Linked DNA regions of Mus musculus: region 1 is linked to region 2. The links are chromatin contacts, called in public promoter capture Hi-C maps. All regions are on one chromosome and are shown on one strand. Each heading gives the region's core, a stretch centred on a gene start, on an enhancer-like site or on the middle of the called end of the contact. The rest is flanking DNA. Distances are from core to core; before and after follow the strand shown. Region 1 holds the start of Fermt1 (fermitin family member 1). Region 2 holds the start of Prokr2 (prokineticin receptor 2).

Region 1 (4,820 bases), core at 1,148-3,647, 560 kb after region 2:
ACCAACTGTGCTAACATTCCCAAGACAGCACTCCTAACCGTGACAGCCAGCCTCACACTCTGAGACCCAGCCAGCTTCTGTGGCTCACACTCTGCAGTCACAACAGGCAGATGAAAAAGTAGAGGCAGGGTCTGCGTCAATTTAGCAGACTCATCTGAAGCTGGGGTGGTAATGGTGTATGAGGGGCACTGCCTTCATAACAATGGATGATTAAACCACCAATGTTGCGCCACCACGTGTTCCTCACAGACCTGTAAACCCTAAGTGAATTTCAAAAAACGCGTGAGCTACATTGACTACCATAAATCCAAAGATCGACTACTGCACATCTGAACGTGGTCAGGACAGATTTAAGGTGTTTGAATCAAATTCAAGAGCTCAGGAGTGCTTTATAACCAGAGGTATCCCGAGTGCAAGGATGCAGGGGGGGGGGGGGGCTTTCAACACAGAGGTCCTCCGGAGGACCGAACGACCGATTTCGGTTACTGATTGAACTGGCCAGAATGCTTGCTCTCCTCATCAGCCTGCAGCATTTCTGTATGGCGCATTAGCTCCTTCACTCTCACCAACACCCATTTTAAAACGAGGAAACTGGGGTTGAGGGAAGGTAGGATACCTCACGGCAAATCATATCAAGTTCGGTGGGGGGACCCAAACAGGAATCATCCCCCTTACTCTAAACTTACATCACTCTGAGAAACGTCCTTGGTGATTTTGCAACAACAGAAGAGAAAACTCTTAACACGCGAATGAATTCTAGCTTTTTAACAACACCTATCATTTCTACAAACAGATCAGCAGTGAAGAGACAATAAAAACAGCCTCTTCAGGGCCAACTCGACACGGAAGAGCCTTGCAATGTCCAAAATGCTATTTCTTTTCTCTCTTCTTTTCTTTTCTTTTCTTTTCTTTTCTTTTCTTTTCTTTTCTTTTCTTTCTTTCTTTCTTTTTTTTTTTTTTTGAGGCTGAGTTTCAAATAATGTTTTGCACATAAAAAGCTAACTTTATTTTTTTAAAAAAGATGATTTAGTTTTGCTCATTTTTCTGGGCCTTCAGGGTCAATTTTAAAACAAAGGACACAGGGTCCTTAGTTTTCCTGATTGGAGTGATTAACCCATTTGTATAGAAAATGGACAGATCCCTTACAACGAAAATTCCTCCTAAAATGAAGACGAGCTGGTTTTCCCACATTCCTTTCCTATCTCTCTGCGCCTTCAGTTTGGCCTGAGGTTCTCATCCTCAACAACAAGTTGTTACTTGTGGAGCAAACTTCAGCTGGGTGGAAGCTCACCCATGGAGACCGAAATAGGAGGCAACAAGGCACCTTGGATTTACCTTCCCTGGTGAAGGTCGCTCCGCCCCGGTTCAAAGAGAATGCGGGGAAGAAAAAAGAAAAAAAAGTCCGGAATATAACACGGACGCTCGGTTTGGCAGGGTGTCGCAGGGTTCTAGGTGCCCAGTCACCTGTCCTTTGCCCATTAATGAAAGCAGCCCGCGCCGACCGAAAGCGTTCCTGTGCACGATCAGATTCCTGGGCCCGAGGTGATCACCTCCAGACAAAATTATTTCAATTCAACAACCGTTTAACTGCACAGAGCTGCAGAAAAGAAGGGGGCAGAGGTCCCAAGTCTTCGCGGTGAGAGTTCCAGCCTGGCTAATCCCAATCCTCAGCGGGAGAGCTCACCTGCTATGGAGCCTGCCGCGTCCAGTCTGCAGCTCGCACGTGGACAGCTGCGTCCCCAGAGGCCGCCTTGGGCGAGCAGGGGTCTCGCGGGACCGCACCAAGGTACAGCGGGTCCAGTGATGTTGCGGGGACCTCGCGACAGCCAGTAGAGCTGCTGGAGTCCTCCTCCCAGCACCCAAGCACGGTCCGAGTCCCGGGGCCACAGCTTGGCGGCGCAGGCTAGCGCGGCGGGCAGGTGGGGGCACGTCCAGCCCAGCCTGCTAGGTCTTGCTCTCGCTCCGAGTAGGAGAAGGCTGCAGATACAATAAGGGTTGAAGGGAGCCGCAGGGCTGCTCCAGACAGGAGCCAAGCAGCCTGGAACACACTCCTCCCCTCCCGCCTCCACTTTTGTATGGCCTTTCCTGGACGCCGCCAACGTTCTGGGTACCCTGAAGCCCTGGTACTGGCCCAGGACCCAAGGCCCAGCCTTTTTCTCTGCCTCTTAGGTAAATTCGTCACTGATACCCGGGGCCAGGGAGAATCCCTTCCTGTCTGCAACTGTCTATCTATGCAGAGTTCTGGAGCAAGCCTGACCAGACAGGTGGCATGCACAGAGGCGATTCACCTCTGAGTAAAAGGGTGATGTCAGTCCTCCAAAAAAGGTGAGGTCTGGCAGGAGGAAGCCCCCTCTGATCAGACTGAGCTCCAAGCCAAAGGCTGGACCACTCCTAGAGTGGCTCACCGCAGGCAGTCATCTGTTATTTTCCTGTTAGATTCTCCAGACAGCTGCCCGCCCAGGAAGTGTGGGAGACTTTGGGTAATTCCCCCCCTCCCCCTGTACAGCGTACATTAGGTTGAAAGCTTACTGTGCCAGGCCTGGGGCAGGGCCCTGGGGATACGGTGGTTAAGAAAACAATAGTTCTTTAACTGGAAATAAGTAGAAGGCTGGGTGGCAGCCGCTCCTTGGGAAACTTTATGCATCATGCCGCATCAATGGTACGCAGTATGTGTACCAATGAGGTGACTCTGCCGTTAACTTCTTAAATCGAAAATATCCCGAAATTTATAGCCAAATCTTTGTTGTTGTTGTTGTTGTTATTCGAACATCACAATATTTAGGAACTGTTTTGGCTTGCAAGTATTTTACATTTGAATTAAAAGTTCGGTGGTATAGAGCTTTCCAGGACACACACCACTCTACATTCTAGCCCCAATCCCTAAATAAATAGACATCATTTGAACTTTATTAACAATTGCAGGGTCTTAAGGGCAGAGGGCTAGGTTCCGTGGCAGAGCACCTGTCCCTGAGTTCCTTCCTCGGCATGCACAGAAGAAATTTTACTAATAAAATCATTAAGAATTTAGGGTAAATACTGCCAGTTTTATGTCAATTTGACAGCAAGCTAGAGTCATCGGAGGAGGTGACGTTAATGAGATTGCCTCTGTAAGATCTGGCTGTAGGCAAACCTGTAGAGCATTTCCTTAAGTAGTGATTGATGTGGGACACCCCAGCCCGTTGTGTGTGGGGCCACCCCGGGGCTAATAGTCCCGGGTTCTACAAGAAGACAGGATGAGCCTCCCTGCTTTAGGTTTCTGCCCAAGAGTGGGGGTGGGGTGATAGGATGGAGTGTTGGGGTAGTGGCCAGGTGAGGTGCTGGGAGGTAATGTAGTGTTCCTGACCTGACGTTCTCCGATTATGAACGTAGATATGGAAGTGTAAGCAAAATAACCCCTTTCCTCCCCAACTTGCTTTTGATAATGGTGTTTCATCACAGCAACCGTGGCCCTAACTAAAACAGAGGAAGTTTCTTAGTACAGTTAGCCATAGGGATGGGGCTGTCACCTGACTCTGCTTTTCCCAGGTCAATCTGCTTTGACTTTGGGCAGCCGGCATTCCTTTCCTGACCTGCTTTCTGAGAACTCTGCTCCTGGGCAATCAGACCTGAGCCTGTACAGGTTCAAGGTCTGCAGTGTGACCTTAGAAGATTAATGGCTCTTTTACTACCTGTGCAGGTTTCCCATCCCACCGAAAATTGCAATAAACCTATACTAAAGAAAATTGTATTAAAGAATCCCTTTGGATTGCACTAAAGAATTCAGCAACTTTTAGGTGTCCTCCTTGCTGTTATTTTAAAAATTTATACAGATGCTCCTCGACTTTGATAGGATCACATCTCCAAAAGCTCATTGTAAGTTGACAGAATCTTGAAGTAGAAATGAATTTAATACTCAGTCTTCAAATATGGTTGGTAGCAAGGTTTACCAGAGAATAGTGGTTTTTTTCCTCCCTCATGAGAGGGTGGCTGGCTGGCTGCTGTCCCCAGCAACAAGGGAATATGTTCCGGCTCCCAATCTTAAAGCAATGCTTATTGCATCTGAACCTTGAGTTTTCAACCATGATTACAAAAACAAAACAAAAACAAAAACAAAAACCAGCCACCATTCTCAGAAGGGTTTTGCAGTTATTGCAGTTCATTTAAACAGAATATAATATATGTATTATTCTGTGTCTGTCTTGTTTGGTTAAATATATTTGTGATTTTCTTCCATAACATGTATCCTAGACTTGTGATATAAAATTTTACTTATCACTTGGTTATTTTAAGTTTTCTGAAATGGGTAGAGATCATGAGTACAAGATGGATTAGAAAGTGCATTCTAGACTTTAACATTTCACACCCTTCCACACACCCATGTACACATACACACACCCACATATATACAAACATACCTATGCCCATGTACACATATCCACACACCCATACTCAGGTACACACACACACACATCCTTTATAACCCCCACCCACCCACCTACACACATATACACACCTACCCTCTTTTTCTCTTTAAAACACAAGCAGAATCAATACTGAGTCTTTTATTTAATTAATTAATGCATATTAATCAGCGGTGAACTTAATCTGCCTATTTATTCCCTTAGTCATGGTGTTAGCTAGATGTGGACCTAGACGAGGTAACACAAAAGGAAAACACACAGTGACTTATCGTCAAATTTTACATGTAGTGTGGAGGAATAGGAACTAGAGAGGTCTAATTCTGCCAGGTGTATACAGTGGAGGCGTGGCTCGAGAATTGGCTTCAGAAAGAAGATGACTCATTTCCTTACTGGTCTTCAACAACTTCACCATGTGTGTAA
Region 2 (4,577 bases), core at 1,658-4,157:
CCTTGCCCCAGACTCGTGTGCTGTGAATTGCACATGAACAGCTACTGTACATGCAAAGTTTTCTGCTCTCATAGAAACATAACAATTTAATTATGGAAAACAAAGACTACACACTGGACATTACATACTGGGTGCTACATACTGGATGCTACACACTAGATGCTCCACATTGTTTTATTCAGCTACAAATTAGTGTATCCTTGAGCTTATTGTGTTGAAAGGTTTTGATTTAAAAATTTCTATTCAAAGGGCTGAGAGATGGCTCAGTGGTCACAGGGGCTTGCTGCTCTTATAAGGGGCTCTCTTCGAGACCAGAATTCAGAATTCCATAGCAAGCACCAATCCTGGCACTATTAATGATACTCTGTTATGCTTGTACACAGGAGCCTAGCATAACTGTCCTCTGAGAGTCTCCACCCAGCAGAGACCTACAGTCAAACATTGGATGGAGCTTGGGGACTCTTATGGAAGAGTTGGGGAAAGAGCTGAAGGCCCCAAAGGGGATAGGAACTCCATAGGAAGACCAACAAAGTTAACTAACCTGGACCCTTGCTGGCTGTCAGAGAAAACCACTAATCAAAGAACATACAGGCTAGACCTAGCCTCCACTCACCCACATGTAGCAAGCGTGCAGCTTGGTCTTCATGCGTGTCCCCCCAAAACTGGAGCAGGGACTATCCCTAAAATGTTGCCTGTCTGTGGAATTTGTTCCTCTAACTGGGCTGTCCTGTTTGGCCTCAGTGGGAGAGGATGCGCCTATCCCTGTAGAGACTTGATGTTCCAGGGTTGGGGGATAGTCCTCTTCTCAGAGGAGGAGAGGAGGTGGGAATGGGGGAGGGAATATGTGAAGGGGGAACTGGGAGGAGGGTGAGCAATGATTGTGATGTTAAGTGAATAAATAAATTAATGGAGAAAAAAATAAAATTTCTATTTTAAGGACTGAGATGGGTTAGTGGTCACAGAGGCTTGCCATTCTTGTAGGGGGGGGGAGGGTCTCTTAAATAAGACTGGAGAGCAGAATTCAGTTCTCAGCACCAACACTGGATTGCTCATAACAGCTTGTAATTCCAAGTTCTGGGGAATTGATACCCTCTTCTGGCCTCAGACAGTCTCCCCCTTACACTAACATACACACACATGACACAATGCACACAGACACACATGTGCACACATACACACACACACACACACACACACATAAGAATTTAAAAATTGCTGTCTGAGCACTTGACTAGAGTTTCATTCTAAAAAATAATCATTACATGAAATTTGGCTTGGAATTAGGACAGAATTTCTAGCCGTGCTTGAAATGGCCCTGAAGCAAGCTTACCATTTGTGCCATGTGTTTCTATAAAGAGCCATCCCAGCATTGACTATCACAAAAATCAAAGTATCATTCAACTCTGAAAGAATGTTCTAGATGCCGTATCAAATATTCAGCCAAGATTTAATTCTTTATGTAAAAATACGCAATCCAACTCATTACTATGCAAATTTGCTTTCCTCGTTCATAAATGGTAAAATTATATGCGTATCAAAGAATTGTTTTAAAATACATTAATGATTTATTATTAGTAAGTGTTTGAATTATATTCCTACTTTATACACGTACAAACCCAGGGTCGTGTAAGAAATTCTCTGGTGAATGAGGTCTTTCTAAATGGAAAAATTTAAGAAGCCCTGCTCTAGGATAAATCCTTTCTCCCCAGGTTGACCCCATGACTCTGGATCAGCTTCCGGACTCCTTCCTTAGGTTCCCAGATTCCCAACCACAGCCAACCCCGACTAAGGAGGAACTGAGCCTCGTCACAGTCTGTGTCTTTTGAAGTGGCTGCTTGAGACCAGATTGAATTGATAACAGCCTCCTAAGAGTGGGTGGGGGATGACCAGGGAGTTTAGGGGCTGTCCATTGCTTGAGAACTCCCTTATAATCCTAGTGTCCCGAGACATCCACAGAAGGGAGACAAAATAGAGTCTCCAAAATGCTAGCTCCCAGGAGGTAGCTGCTATGGGGCAAGCGAGGGGCTGGAGAGAGGACTCCAGCCTGACTTAGTCTGTCTCAATGAACTGCCTTCCTCTCCCACCTCAGCACACCAGCCAGTGCGGGAGCTACGGGAGCAACGGGTAAGGGTAGCAAGAAGCTATCAAACTGGATAGCGAGGTCTGCCCAGTTTTACGAGGGAGAGCGCTGGGGGACAGGAATCGCCACTCTGCCGGCGTTAGTGAAACCCCGATTTGCTACACAGGAATCAGCCGCACGCTCCACCCTACCTGAAAAGCGGGGTTCCAGTGGAGTCTGGATCCCAGTGTCCTCCCTCTGGGGCGTCTATTGGTCTCCCAAAGATCGCCACCGGGGACCAATAAGCGGGAGTTCCAGCCGCCTTCTCATCACCAGCCCGTAGACTGTGGGAAGAGGGAGCCCGTTTGAAGGTTCCCACGTCTCTCACTCACTCAGTGCAACACTGGTACAGGATTAGGTACCCAGTGGGGAATTTAAGCTCAAGAAACAAAGCCGGGCACCAGAGGTGCCTGCAGGGCGCAGGAAACACGCAGATACCCCCACCCTTGTCCGTACGCCTTCCACTGAGTCCGCGATTTCGGGGCTCCACTCCAGTCCCCTAGTCCCCAATCCCAGGGTTCGGAGGTAGGAGGTGATCTCCTGGAACAGACGCGGAGTGCCCCCAAGTCCGCCCGCCCGCCGCAACCCGGTACTCACTTGCCTCGGTGCTTTCAGGGACGCACTCCCTGGCCGGTGGCGCCACCATAGGTGGGCGCGGCCCGGGCTCTGGGAACACTAGCTCTGGTTGAGGCTTGCCTACTTGGTGGGCGTGTGTCGCTTGGTCCTGCTCTCCTCGCATCAGTCTTTCTGGAGTTGCTGCTTCGCTCTGCAGCTCATCCAACAGCCCCGGACCCAGCCCAGGTGTCCCGCCCCTCCCGGCGCCCGACTCCGCCCCCCGAGACCCGCCTGCCTCCTAGATCTACTGAATTAGGGTCTCAGACTTCCGGGTGGTCCTTCCAAGGGTTTTGTAAGCTCTTGAACCCGTTGTGACCTCAGCAGCTGGCCATCCTTGAGACGGAGCACTGTCCTCTGCAAGCATTTGTGGCTTCCACTAAGTGTGCAGAGTTGGAGTGTGTGTGTGTGTGTGTGTGTGTGTGTGTGTGTGTGTGTATGTGTGTGTCTACAAGTTCCCAGAGCCAGCAAGTAAGGGGTGAAGCCTAGTCTTCCCTTAGAAGTGATGCAGGAGAGGCCCCCCATATGCAATCCAGACCTTAAGAGGCAAAGCTGGAAATTAGTGGTGGCATGGCTTGCCCTGCATGAAACTTCAATTCTGAGGTTCTGGTCTAAACTGGGATGATCTTTCCTGTAGTGTCCTTGGCTATTCAAAGACAATCCGAGTCTAACCTCCAGCCTATCTGAGGCTACCCAGAGCCCCTACTTTATTTCCAGAGGAGTTATTTTATTTCTCCCAGAAATAAAATTACCCCCACTAAAGCAGGAACTGTGTGCTGGCCACAGAGAACATTTTCTAAATGAGACCTGTCCGATAAGCTGACAATTTAAACTACCCATATAGAGGACTTGGAAAAGTATTTGGAATTGGTCATTCTGTGGTTCTGCCTGTCCTACCTTATGTGAAACTAACCCACTGTCCTGCCCTCCTGTATCCTCTTCGCTGCTACGATGGAGTCAGGAGGCCTGGCTTCTTTCCTCCCAGGGACAGGCTGTGGTTCGGCTGGCGCGGTGGCTGGTAAGTACATCGTCCAGACTGCAGGAAAGGCTTTGCTGTTTTGCTTTGGTTTTGTACAAAGCAAAGTGGAGTTGACTGACACTGTAGCCGGATTTCTGAACATCCTCTTTAGGTCATTCTTTCAAAGGTGCTTGCTTATCAACTTCAGCTATTGGCTTCAACTCTCCTGACCCACGTCTACCCGCACACCCCTTTATATGGGACAAACAGACCCTCTGGTGTACTCACAGCATTCTCCAAGGTAGATTTAGGTCAGGGTCTCATTCAGACAGATCAAGAAGCCCATAGTTGTCATGCTAGCAACTTGATGTCCTGATCTCAACATAATAGACTTGTCAGGGAACCAGCATGGGGTGAAGCCATGAATCTTGGGTGAGTAGGGGAATTGAAAGATTGGAGATTTCTCAGTATACAGTTGAAGACTACTTTGTGTCCTAACTTTGGCACATGAGAAGTCCTAGGAGATGAACCATAGTAACCCCTATGCTACACACACACACACACACACACACACACACACACACACACACACACGCCGCCACCACCACCACAAAGTGTGTTCCCTGGAAGGCACACCATTATTATTCAGGACATTGGAGTGGTTTAATGCCGGCACAGAATAACATCCTTCTAAAGGGCAACACTGAATTGTTGGTAAGCCTGAGATTGCCATATTGAACTCCATTAAGTCACCCCTTCCTACCACCACAGTACTTGAATAATACTGTGACTTGAATTAAGTCAGTGTACGCAGAGGAGAAAAGGCATAGGGCCTGTCCTAGTTTATTCTGTTGCTATGATAAAACACTCTGACCAAAAGCAAACCGG

The links. Promoter capture Hi-C pulls out the DNA fragments that hold promoters and counts their contacts.
Region 1: a contact with region 2 is called in a promoter capture Hi-C map of embryonic stem cells, with 2.7 times the contacts expected there. The contact joins the promoter of Fermt1 here to the promoter of Prokr2 in region 2. A contact is called at or near these places in 7 of 39 promoter capture datasets (3T3-L1-derived adipocytes, embryonic stem cells, hippocampal neurons and 3 more) and 1 of 115 datasets of contacts at active chromatin or transcription factors (pancreatic cancer cells).

The regions. Positions count from the first base shown.
Region 1 is chr2:132,943,639-132,948,458 of GRCm38.p6, forward strand. Fermt1 (fermitin family member 1) reads right to left here and starts at 2,398. Exons shown (of 15, transcript NM_198029.2): 1 at 1,685-2,398. Gm14102 (a long non-coding RNA gene) reads left to right here and starts at 2,114. Exons shown (of 3, transcript XR_001783483.1): 1 at 2,114-2,169.
Region 2 is chr2:132,382,540-132,387,116 of GRCm38.p6, forward strand. Prokr2 (prokineticin receptor 2) reads right to left here and starts at 2,908. Exons shown (of 3, transcript NM_144944.3): 1 at 2,717-2,908.